Linked DNA regions of Gossypium hirsutum: region 2 is linked to region 1. The links are chromatin contacts, called in public Hi-C maps. All regions are on one chromosome and are shown on one strand. The core of a region is the stretch at or near the end of the contact, and the rest is flanking DNA. Distances in the headings are between cores, read along the strand shown. Region 1 holds the start of LOC107951051 (WD repeat-containing protein PCN). Region 2 holds the start of LOC107950999 (40S ribosomal protein S4-like).

Region 1 (6,047 bases), core at 1,981-4,480:
GTGAGACACACAGCTTGGCGACATGGTCATGTGTCATCTGTTGAGTGCTTAGGGTGCAAATCAGTTAGTTACACGGCTTAACACACGGCCTGGCACACGGGCGTGTGGCATGGTCATGTGACCCTTCTCAAAAAGTTACACGGGTAAGGACACAGACTGGAACACATCTGTGTGTCCCTAGTTCAAAGGTTACACGGCCTGAGACATGGGCGTGTGTCTCAACCGTGTAAGGCACACGGCCTAGCCACACAACCGTGTGACCCCTGTTTCCAATTTTTTGTAACTTTTCTTAGACTTTCCAAATGTTTACAATTTAGTCCCAAATTGTTTCTAAAGTACTTCTAAGGCCTCAAGGTCTCGATTTAGGGACAATATGTATCTGAATGGTTGGTTTATAATATGATTATGATAATATATGCAATGTATGTTTAAATATTCCAATTGTATGGTAATATTTCGTAACTCTAATACGGCGTCAGATAGGGGTTAGGGGTGTTACAAGTCCAAAGTATCATTCTACCAATGAATACATCTATATCTGTACTTGTGGAGTCAACTACTCCGATAGCCAAGACTAGCCATCTCCCCAATTGGAATTGTATATGACGTAATAATCATTCTTAGTATTTGAATCCAATGCTCACTTTGATTTTTATGGGATCACAGACTCATTTAGATTATTTATTGAAGAAAGTTGTCTTTCTCACAATGTAAACATTCTTTACAATGCCACTTATCTTCTGTTTGAACTTATACAATCAATGAGCTAATATTTGCTTGTCACAATTTTGCTATGCATGCAACATATAAAAGACATATATATAAAAGATATAATAGCGAAATGTTAAATTAACTTTATTTATTTATTCATCATTCAAATAACTAGAAAACAGTTACATGTTTACTACAATATGGGAACATTTCCCAATAGTTTTGCCCAAAAAACTTTAGTAAATTAACTTTGGATACTCAGGATAACTTTGCTCACACAAGCTGACAATCGGGACATTAACGATTACTCGATGCTATTCACACAAGTTGTCGAAAATCCGCAAAAAATGCTAGATTCTATCCATCAGTATAGTATCTACCACCAGTACATAGTACCTGATAAATATAACACCGACACAGAGTGCTTGATAACTGTAACACTGGTACAAAGTACTTGATAAATGTAATCACTGACACATAGTGCCTGATAAACCCTAATAACATATCAATCGTATCCTAATCAATCACTAAGCTCACACGGGCTTCAATTCAATCCCCATACTCTTTCCATCTTTACATCATAGTACCATGTTCAACATGATCATATACATTTCATATGATAATATAATTCAATTCAAACACGTACAATTGTCATACTTTACAATTATTTCCACTTTCAATTCTTTTCTCAATCAATCATATCAACATATACATATATACACATGCATAATATGAACTTAAGCAATTAATAAATAAAACAAACCTAATGCAAACTTACCTAAACGAGACAACAATAAACACCACACTAAGGACTATTTCGTAATTTTCCCCTTTCAACGACTATTAACCGGTTGGTCTATTTCTTGATCTATATAATAATTTAATCCAATTAACCATTTCAAATACCTTAAAATATTTAGATACATGCATTTGACCTTTTAATAACATTGTACATTTTTACCCTAAAATTTTACCTTGTATTCAATTTAGTCCTTAAAATCGAAACTTACACATTTATCATAATTAAACCCAAAACATGTTAGTCGAATTCTCCTTAACTCTCTTACATCCCACAATTAATGACATTTTATAAAATTTTTTCGCTAACTTCATTATTTTATCATTTTCGCCCTTAAACTTAAAGCTAACCAAATTCACTTTACAAAATAGTCCTATTTAACAATTGAGCTTATAAACCTATAGTCCTATTTAACAATTGAGCTTATAAACCTATCATTTAACTTCAAGAACATCTAAAAATTATTAATGAAGTTTCAAAACCTTTATTAGTTTTACAAAATAGTCCCTAGGTTAGCTAGATTAAGCTGCAATGATCTTAAAAATATAAAAATCATAAAAAAACAAGTGAGAAAATAACTTACATGTGATGCAATGAGCTTGGACGAACCATAGTGTTCTTTAACAATAGAGAATTCGGTTTTACCAAGCGAAAAGAAGAAGATGATAGCTTATTTCATCTTTTGTTTATGTTAAGTAATTATTTAATTACTAATTTACCCTTACAACTAACTTAAAATTTCAATGCAACATATGCATTAAACGTCCACTATAATCTATCATGGTTAAATTTCCTTTTAAAGCCCTCAATTCATGTTTTTTGTAACCATTTAACACATAAACTAATGGAGATTAACTTTTATAGCTTTTACGATTTAGTTCTTTTTCTTTAATTAACTATCCAAACGTTAAAATTACCAAACCAAATTTTAACACGAAAACCTTTTAAATATTAAATAAATAATTTTTACTGACTCATTGGTTGAAATTGTGTCTCAAAGCTATTATTTTCGATACCACTGAAAACGGGTTGTAACAACAACACATAAAAAAAACATGCTAAAATCAAAATTTAATCTAAACATGCATTCATCCATTCATAAATTTTTTAATAACATCGAAAATATCTTATAATGTTATTCTCTATCAATTGAATCCATACACAAGAAGGGAGAATACAATTCAATAACCAATTTATGTAATTAGATAAAGTACGACATATGCTATAATACCAATTGTAAATTTTTTTTAGAAAAAGTGAAAATGTAGTGCAATGGAATTTTTAAAATGTTCTAAAATTAAACATTTTCATGATATCTAATGCAATAAATTTGATCACATAAAACATCTTTATGTTAAAGAGTTAGATGTTACGGAAAAGTAGGCTTAACACAAAATATCCTCTAAAAAGGTGTTCAAGCTTTCGTATTAAATTAAATAAATGTCTAATGTCTTCAAATTTTAACCAATTAATCTTTTTGATTATTTTCAAACTCATAAATATTTGGAACAACACAAACATATGATAAATTTGAAAAATTCTAAAGAAAGTTTCACAATCCTATATATAAACTTAAATATAAGAAAAAATCAAATTTAAATTTAAATTTTTAAATAAAAATATTAAGGAATTAAAATTTTGAAAATGAAAAACAAAAAACTAAATTTCAAATGGAAAAAGTAGAAGCACTTAGAGGTTAAAATAAAGGGCGGTCGAAGAGAACCCAAATCGAGAGACCTGTGGGTTGAGCGAGTCTGCTTGGCTATACGCTTTGTAAAGTTTAAACCCTCAAAACAAAAACCTAAGGATGGTGAATAAAGCAACTGCGTCGTCTTCTCTGCTTCTTTCTGTCTAATGCGTATCTCTCAATTGCTGTCAAATTGGCTTTTAAAGTTTGTGGATTTTTCATTCTGTAGCCGCCCCATCCCCAATGCTCCTCAAACCTTATCGAACCAGCTCAGTTGACTGGAAGCCCTCTCCGGTGGTTGCCCTTGCGACCAGCGCCGACGACTCTCAGCTTGCAGCGGCTCGAGAGGACGGATCGCTCGAGATTTGGCTTGTCTCCGCTGGTTCTGTTGGCTGGCACCACCAGCTGGTATCCGGAGTTTTATGCTTCATGTTATTTGTGTGTATATGTATATACATATATTAGTTTTAGTTTAATTTGTTGGTTACTTTGTGTAGACTATTCACGGGGATTCTACTTGCCGAGTATCGTCTCTTGTGTGGTGTTGTGTTGGTTCAGAAGGCCTGTCTTCTGGCAGGTTGTTCTCCTCAAGTATTGATGGCTCGGTCTCAGAATGGGATCTTTTCAACTTGAAACAGAAGGTTATTTTCATTTCCTTTTTGTCGCTTTTGCCATTTATTGTACGCCCTGCTTTTTTAACCTAATGATTCAAGCCAACAAGTAGTTGTCAATTTGATTCCTGCCTCTCCAACTTCAATGGATACTCATTTTTATTGGTTTCTTGTGATTTTATCGAATCATGGGAATAGTGCTAACCTGAGGCCCGTTCCTCTTATTTTCATATTAGGCGCAGGCTTCCTTTTTTTCTTTGTTTTCTCCCTTTTTGGGGTAAGTCTTAATTGTTTATTTTCCTTTTTTTTTTTTGAGGTATTTCCACCTTCTGAGATTGATAATATATGGTGGCATAGATTCTGTTGATAGAATCCCCTCATTTTTTTTCTTTTTTGCCTTTAACTTCATTCTAATGTACATAAAATTTTGGGTAGAAGGCATCTTTTATTGATTGTTTATTTTGTGCGATTAAACCATTATGCAGATTGTGCTAGAGTCTATTGGAGTTTCAATCTGGCAGATGGCTGTGGCACCCATTATTAAGCTACCAGCTCCTGTGGAGCCTAGTTGCTGGCATTCTGGAAATGGATTTTTGAATGATAAATATGAATATAATGACAGTGATGATGCAGAAAACTATCAAAGTGATGATGCTTCAGATTCGGAGCAAGTTCATCAGAAACTAGTTACAGATGATAGACGTGTGGCAATTGCCTGTGATGATGGAGCTGTGCGGATATATACTATTTCTAATTTGGATAAATTCATATACCATAAATCGTTGCCTCGGGTCAGTGGTGAGATATCTACCCCTGAGAAACTATTCTTGCTAGGTTAACGTTTTAATTTTAGCTTTACTCTGAGCTTCTTGGTGCTAATCTATTTGCAGGGCGTGCTCTAAGTGTGACATGGAGCCATGACTCAAATAGGATTTATTCAGGGAGTAGTGATGGGTAAGTTATATATTATAATTTATTAGAGAACAAAACTGGTGATGCTTCCTGTACTTTTGATATTTCTTTACATGCTTCTGTCGTTAATTTCACCTGCAATGTGCTCTAAGTGCCTGGAGCCATGAATCAAATAGGATATATTCTAGGAAAATTGATGTGTAGTTTTGTCGTTAAAGTGAATACCATATTATGTCTGCATACTGTACTTGTGGTATTTCCATGCATGCTTGTATAATTAATTTCATCCTATAAGATGGAACTATGACTCAAATAGGATGTCTTCACCGAGTAATGATGGGTAAGTTTGTCATTAAAGTTAATACCATATGATACGTGATAGCAAAAATGTTAAAGCATGCTGTACCTGTGATATTTCCATTAATGCTTTTATGATTTATTTCTTTTTCGATGGATATTATATCATTAATTCAATTTCACTGGACTTCTTGTTAGCTGATGATGCTTTACAGAGTTTTTACACTTCTTTTACCCAATTTAATCTTGTCTACTGTGCACTAACCACCTTGCAGGTTGATTAGATGCTGGAATGTCGATTTGGGTCGTGAAATATTCAGAAGTACTGTTGCCCTTGGAGGTTTGGGGAGTGGGCCTGAGCTTTGCATATGGTCATTACTTTCTTTGAGGTACAGTTAGAAATTTCTTCGTCCACAGAGACATGCAGGTGCACAGATGCTTAATAGGTTAAAATGTCGGTGGTGGTTGCTATAGTCTAAAGATTAATGTTCTTCCTTTTGATGATTGGATTATTGTTAAGTTCAGGTGTGGGACTGTTGTTAGTGCAGACAGCACTGGCTCTGTTCAATTCTGGAGTGGTGATAATGGAACTCTTCTCCAGGCACATTCTAACCACAAAGGTGATGTGAATGCCTTGGCAGCAGCTCCAAGTCAAAACAGGGTTTTCTCTGCTGGGTCTGATGGGCAGGTATGGATCTGGCCTGTGCTTTTTGCTCTAGTGCTAGACAACAGAAACACCTCAGACCCTTTTAAGCAAGGTGCTTTTGGTCAGGTGCATGCCTGGCATGACTGGGTGTGCTGTTTTCTAAGGCAACAGGCATAAAGATGCCTGCATTATTTCCCTAGTATAGTAGTATCAAACTCTCCTTAAGGAAATAATGCATATTGAAAAATTGATTGTTTTGTCTATAAACTAGATCACTCCTTAGAGCTAGTTACATATTTCTTGAGCTTATCATATATATTACACACAGCACACAAGGAAATTACACATATGTGCTTCACTTAGGTGTGCGCTTTTCACCTAAGG
Region 2 (6,047 bases), core at 1,046-3,545, 390 kb before region 1:
AATCGCGCTTACGTGAACGCGTTTTTGTTAAAAACGGCCTAATCTGATAAATAATGCAATAAACGGCCCATTTCCATAATTATATTATTTAAAGGACTGGGTAAAATCCCCCAAATTGAATCACTAAATACATAATTGCATTTTCGATATACTTAGGACTAAAAATGACTAAAAATTTCAAATCCAACCTATTTCTGTATTTCAAAATGAAATTAACTTTAATTTAAAAAATAATATAACGATTGGTCCAAAACTGTAGTCATGAGTAAAAACAAAACATAAATCCTACAAAAGCAAACACAAAGGACCACCAAACAGATTAATTCATTTGACAAAAAACAATTCCAGATATTATATCTTTAATCATAAAATTTAGACAGTAGCTTGGGCCGCAAGCCTCTTCCTGGCTTCCTCAATGATGGACAACTTGATACCCTTGCCCTTTGGAAGTGACACCCATGGCTTCGTTCCTTTACCAATTGTGAAGACATTGCCTAAACGAGTAGCAAATTCGTGTCCAGCAGCATCTTGGATGTGGATTGTCTCGAAGCTACCCTTATGCTTCTCACGTTTCTTAATCACTCCAACACGCCCTCTGTTTCTTCCTCCAGTGACCATGACAACATTCCCAACATCAAACTTAATGAAATCTACAATTTTGTTGCTCTCTAGGTCAAGCTTGATGGTATCGTTAGCCTTGATCAGTGGATCTGGGTAGCGGATGGTGCGTCCATCATACGTATTAAGGTAGGGGATACTCTTTTGACCAAATTGGACAGACCGAACTTTACAGAGCTTAAACTGAAAAGTACGATTCCAATGGAACAAAGCCAATCAGATAATACAACCAAGCCAAAAGGATCAGATTAGAAGTGAAACTTAACCAATATTAGACAACCATAGCAGGACATACAACAAATTGTGGTCCCATTGATACAAACCTTGGTCTCATCACCGGTGATGGCATGAAGGCGAAAACGACCTTTTGTGTCATAAAGGAGGCGGAAGTCCTCATTCGTCTTTGGAATTGATACAACATCTGGTTAAGATTCAAAGAGACAAAGGTAAAGGGAAAAGGTACAAACAGGAGTCAAAATCGTGAAGGAGGAATCATCAACGTGACTCTAGAAAACAAGCCAAAGAACAATGCCTAAATAAACCAGCCTAACTAACATATTTAAAAAACTATAACGAAAATAGTGTTCCATCAGGAGAATTTGCACAAACTGATTTTAGTGTAGGGTCTCAACATGTGGAAATCGAAGAAACTGAATTTATACCTTGTATGAGTTTGTTACTTGAGAAAACAAAAACTTCAATAGATCCAGAAAGGCAAAGTCTACATACCCATGAAACCAGTAGGGTATGTTTTATCCGTCCTAACCTTCCCATCTACCATAACATGCCTTTGCATAAGAATGGCAATCACTTCTCTATATGTTAGAGCGTACTTTAATCTGTTTTGCAGAATGAGAATGAGCGGCAAGCATTCTCTGGATTTGTGTGGTCCAGATGAGGGCTTGGGTGCCTGCATGAACAAAGATTCAAAACAAAATTAAAAGACAGCAGTACTGAATTGGTGAAAGGTCAAAAGGTTCATGATGAAAACATACAAATGCACCGCCAAGCTTGTCAAGCATCCAATGCCTTGGAGCATTGAGCCTCTTCAGATGTTTCTTTAACCCTCTAGCCTGTAAAGACAAGGAAAAAGAAAAAGTTCAGTGGAAACCGCAATGCTATAGACTTCAAAGCAGAATAGTTACAAAAAGAAAAAAACCTTGGCCCAAATCAAACACAACAGAGAGTCCAGAAAATAAAACAACAAAACCATGAAATAACTTGGAATAAAGCATATATAATGAAACTTCACCCCATTTAGAAACTACTATAGAACACAATCAAAAGCAGCTATTCGATCTGAGACCCATTTCAGAAACTAAACTTCCAATTTCTGCATCAGACAAAAAGGAATATCTAAAAGTATAAAATTGTTACTGCATCCACCAGCTAAAATCAACATTATGAAATTTTCATTTTCTTACACTATAGAAATGCTAAAAAAAAAAAACTCGTTAAAAGCATACAGTGATTCAACTGACTGATATTAAAGAAACTGACCATTTCGGTTGGTCTGGAAGAAGCTGTTTCCGCTGAGAGCCTTCAGCGTTCTTTAGGAAGATGCCAGCAGTAGGAAATTAAAACCCTAATTTTGTTTTACCTATTTATTGCGGTAATTTAGGGTTTTATTAGACATGAATGAGCGGGCCGGATTGAGACCCAACTCCTTTTTATCCCTTTTTTTTTTCATTTTAGATTAGATTAAAAATATTAATGCTCAAAAATATTTTTACATTTAGGCACTAAATTTTTTTATGATAAATGGTAACTAAATTAATATTTAGTTGCTTAAATTGTCTCAACCTTTACTTTCATAAATTTTTTTTTCATTCTTCACCATTGTTACTTAACTTCTCTCGATAAAAACCCTAGGAGTAAATTGTTTTAGGAATCTAAGAAAGTGTAAGAAAATTTACGGCTTTAAGGCCTTCATCTATTAGATCATGGTTTCAAATGAAGAATACCTTTGAAATCAAGTGAGAATTAGGGCTCAGCAAAAAAAATTGATCAAATTGAAAATAGACCTAAATTGAAATATTTTATTAATTTATGGAATGTAAGTTTAAAAATTATAGTTACCTAAAATCGAATTGAATTATATTTTTATTTAATACATAACAATTTTAATTTTTTATGATATAAAAATAAATATTTTATATTTAAAATAGTAAAATAATTTAAAAGTTCTTAAAAAATTATTGCTTTTAGAAATACTTATGTGAAAGATCTTGAAATTTTGTCAAATAATATTCAAAAGTCATAAAATAAAGCTCATTTTATCAAAAACACGTCTAAAAATCAAAACAAAAAATTAATATAAAAAACTAAGAATCGAACCAAGCTGAACCAAATATGATGGACAATTCAAAAAATCTAAAAAATTCGACCGAACTGAACTGCCATAGTGAAAATACATCAAATCAAGTTTTGACTTATTAATTAGAGAAAAAATGCACACCTTTATTTCTTTTATTTGATCTTGGTTCGATGATTTTTTACACTTTTTGTGTGGCATTAGTAAAGTTATTGTAGATGTGAAAATTTATTTTGTTGATAGGTGATTTTTTGGAGGTGACTATAATCTTGTCGAAGGTGGTTCTTAAAGGTTTATGTTAAGTTGGATTGATATTTTAGTGTCAAGTGTTAATGGTTTAAAAAATCCTTTAGTTTGCATTTAGAAAACAGTTTTGTTCCGCCACAGTTAGAACATAAATGAACAAAAATGTTAAATGCAAGTAACACAATAAGAAAATTAAGGAGAGATAACATGCAATGTTTGTTAATGCAATTCAAATACAACGATCCTACGTCTGTGAAGTCTTGCTCAATGAATACTTTTATTCAACAATCATCTGGACCATCTATTTGCTTAAGCCCAATCTACCCTTACACAAAAAAGTAATTATGGCCCTAACACAGACTCCAAATTGTCAATAATCACTCACTCAAATACCTCACAATATAATAAAAAAACCTCTCCAAATAATGCCTAGAAAAGTGTCACAAAATAACCACAAGAACACAACAAAGCTGCCAAAAAAGACATTAAAAAGCTGTACCATAAGTAGCTCCACAAGCAACCTATTTATAGACTGATACAAGAGTCTATTGAACAGAGTTTGATAAGCTTTAAACTACAATTTAAAACCTAAAATTATTTTGAAAATTTACTAAATAAATGTCTTTCTAAATTAGTCTACCAATTGCTTCAAAACTCTTTCAAGATATAATGATCAATATTGTCTTCACTTTAATCTCTTTAATATGACCAATTAAAGAGTTGGAGAGTCTTAGTCGAACTCTAACTGTTATTTTGTCAAATATACCATTCCTTAGTAGAAAAAAAAAGGTTAAACTCCCATGAGGCCGAAACAACTGACGACACAAGTGGAAAATTCGTTCTTGTTCTAATAGAACATGAAATGAACAGGTCAAAAACCCTAACAATTTTGATATTGAAATTCTCAATTTTGGATTTTTTAAAATCTAGAATTGGGTTTCTACTAGAGTGATGAAAAATAGTGAGGAAGAAGATAAAATCATCTTAAAAATCAAATTGAAGGCTTTAAAATAATCCTAAAATCATTTAGAATCATTCTGCAAGTGATTGCAAGTGTTCGGACTAAATATGAGCATTAAAGAGCTAAGAACAACATAATGACACTGTCCAAAGGGCTAAGTGTCATACATAGCTTATATGCATCGATATATAAGATTATGTATCAGTACTTAGGAGCAATGTATTAGAACTTAGGCCCTACACTGTAGCTTTTTAGCTACAACCTTCGAAAGTTTTGATACATAAAACATATGTTTCGAAACTTTGGTCACTAACTTGTAAAGTTCCAATACATATAATCAAGGTTCCGAAACCTTGCAATAAAGGGTCTAAAATTCAAGTTTAAAACACCTCTGAGTTACACTAAAACACCTCCCAATCATACCATCACACAATATACACGAAAATGCAATTAAATATCATGAAAACTCAACTCAAAATATGCAATTCACTCAAACCACATCATCTCATCCAAAATATTCACAACTTATAAATTGAATTTGAGACTCAATAGAGAAAGGGTGAAATTTATTAAAGATAATTCAACCAAGCTGCCAATTTTCAAGCCCAAAAGATTAATCAACTTGGAACAAATTTCTGGATGGGATCTAGATAGTTATGGGCTAATATGTCTGCACATAGTTTTAAGAGCTATCTCTTAGCTCCGAAATGCACTTTAAATAATTCGATTTCAAGTTCGAAAGCTTAAGTTATGACTGTCTTAGCGAAGATTGCGCAAAAAGAATTTTTTGACGAGATTATTACGAGAAATTATGAGTTTTGGGCTTTAATTCAAGTTTGAATCTATTGGGTTCGAATTTTAGGCTTAATTTTTATTATGTATGTGCCCAAAATTGTATATATTATGTTTTATTATTTGATTGTTTTTTATTTTGAATTTTAGGATAATTTTAAGTATTTAAAATTGTTTAGGAGTTTTATGTTTCTTAGTAAAAAAGAAAGCTTAGTTCTACTAAAACTACTTCTTATTTAGATTAATTAAAGTGTCATTATATTTAAGAGTTTTATTTTGATGTAATTAGCTAGCTTGTATAAAGACCTCTTCAATTTTCATTATAGAGAGACATTGATTAAATTTAAACTCTTTGAGTAATTTCTTTTTGTGAGATTTCTCTTTTGTTTATTTTAGGTTGTAACAATCTGTTCTCAGTGGTGTCGAAAACTATGGTTTTGGGACCATAATTCCAACCAATGAGTCAGTATTTTATTATTTATTTAATATTTATAAGGTTATTAAAATGTCTTATTAAAATTTGGTTAGATAATTTTAGCGTTTAGATAGTTAATTAAGGAGTAAGGACTAAATTGTAAAAGTTGCAAAAGTCAATGGCTATTAGTTATTTATATTAAATAATTATAAAAACATCAATTAAGGGCTTGAAAAGGTAATTAGACCTATTTAGAATATAATGGACAATTATGTACATGGTGGGGGATATTATTATATATGTTTATAAAAAGGATAAATAAGTAATTAAATAAAAATCTAATAAAATGTTAAAAATATGAAAAATGCTATCATATTTGGTTTTCTTCTTCCAACAATTTTTTCCACCATTGTTAAGGGAGAAAAGCTTCAAATGTTCAAGACATTCGACCATTACATGTGAGTTAATTTTTAGTCCATTTTTAGTGATTTTTATGTTTTTGAGATTGTTGTAGCTTAATTTAGCTAACATGGGAGCCAATATGTAAAACTGTTAAATGTTTAGAATTTTTCCATGGATGAATTTGTAATGTCCTTGAAGTTTAATGATAGATTATTAAGTTTGATAGTTAAAGAGGACTATTTTGTTAAGCAATTTTTGTTAATTTTAAAGTTTAATGACAAGTTGTTAAAATTGTAAAA

Evidence for each region. Hi-C and Micro-C count contacts between places; a contact is called where the count stands out from the background.
Region 2: a contact with region 1 is called in a Hi-C map of leaf, with 2.2 times the contacts expected there. The contact joins the promoter of LOC107950999 here to the promoter of LOC107951051 in region 1. A contact is called at or near these places in 3 of 34 Hi-C or Micro-C datasets (leaf and seedling).

Annotation. Positions count from the first base shown.
Region 1 is chrA02:25,417,163-25,423,209 of Gossypium_hirsutum_v2.1, reverse strand. LOC107951051 (WD repeat-containing protein PCN) reads left to right here and starts at 3,230. Exons shown (of 11, transcript XM_016885944.2): 1 at 3,230-3,605; 2 at 3,695-3,838; 3 at 4,294-4,606; 4 at 4,699-4,762; 5 at 5,293-5,406; 6 at 5,543-5,705. The coding sequence starts at 3,441.
Region 2 is chrA02:25,806,360-25,812,406 of Gossypium_hirsutum_v2.1, reverse strand. LOC107950999 (40S ribosomal protein S4-like) reads right to left here and starts at 2,295. Exons shown (of 5, transcript XM_016885869.2): 1 at 2,119-2,295; 2 at 1,614-1,691; 3 at 1,348-1,528; 4 at 942-1,039; 5 at 176-801. The coding sequence starts at 2,121. The coding sequence ends at 373.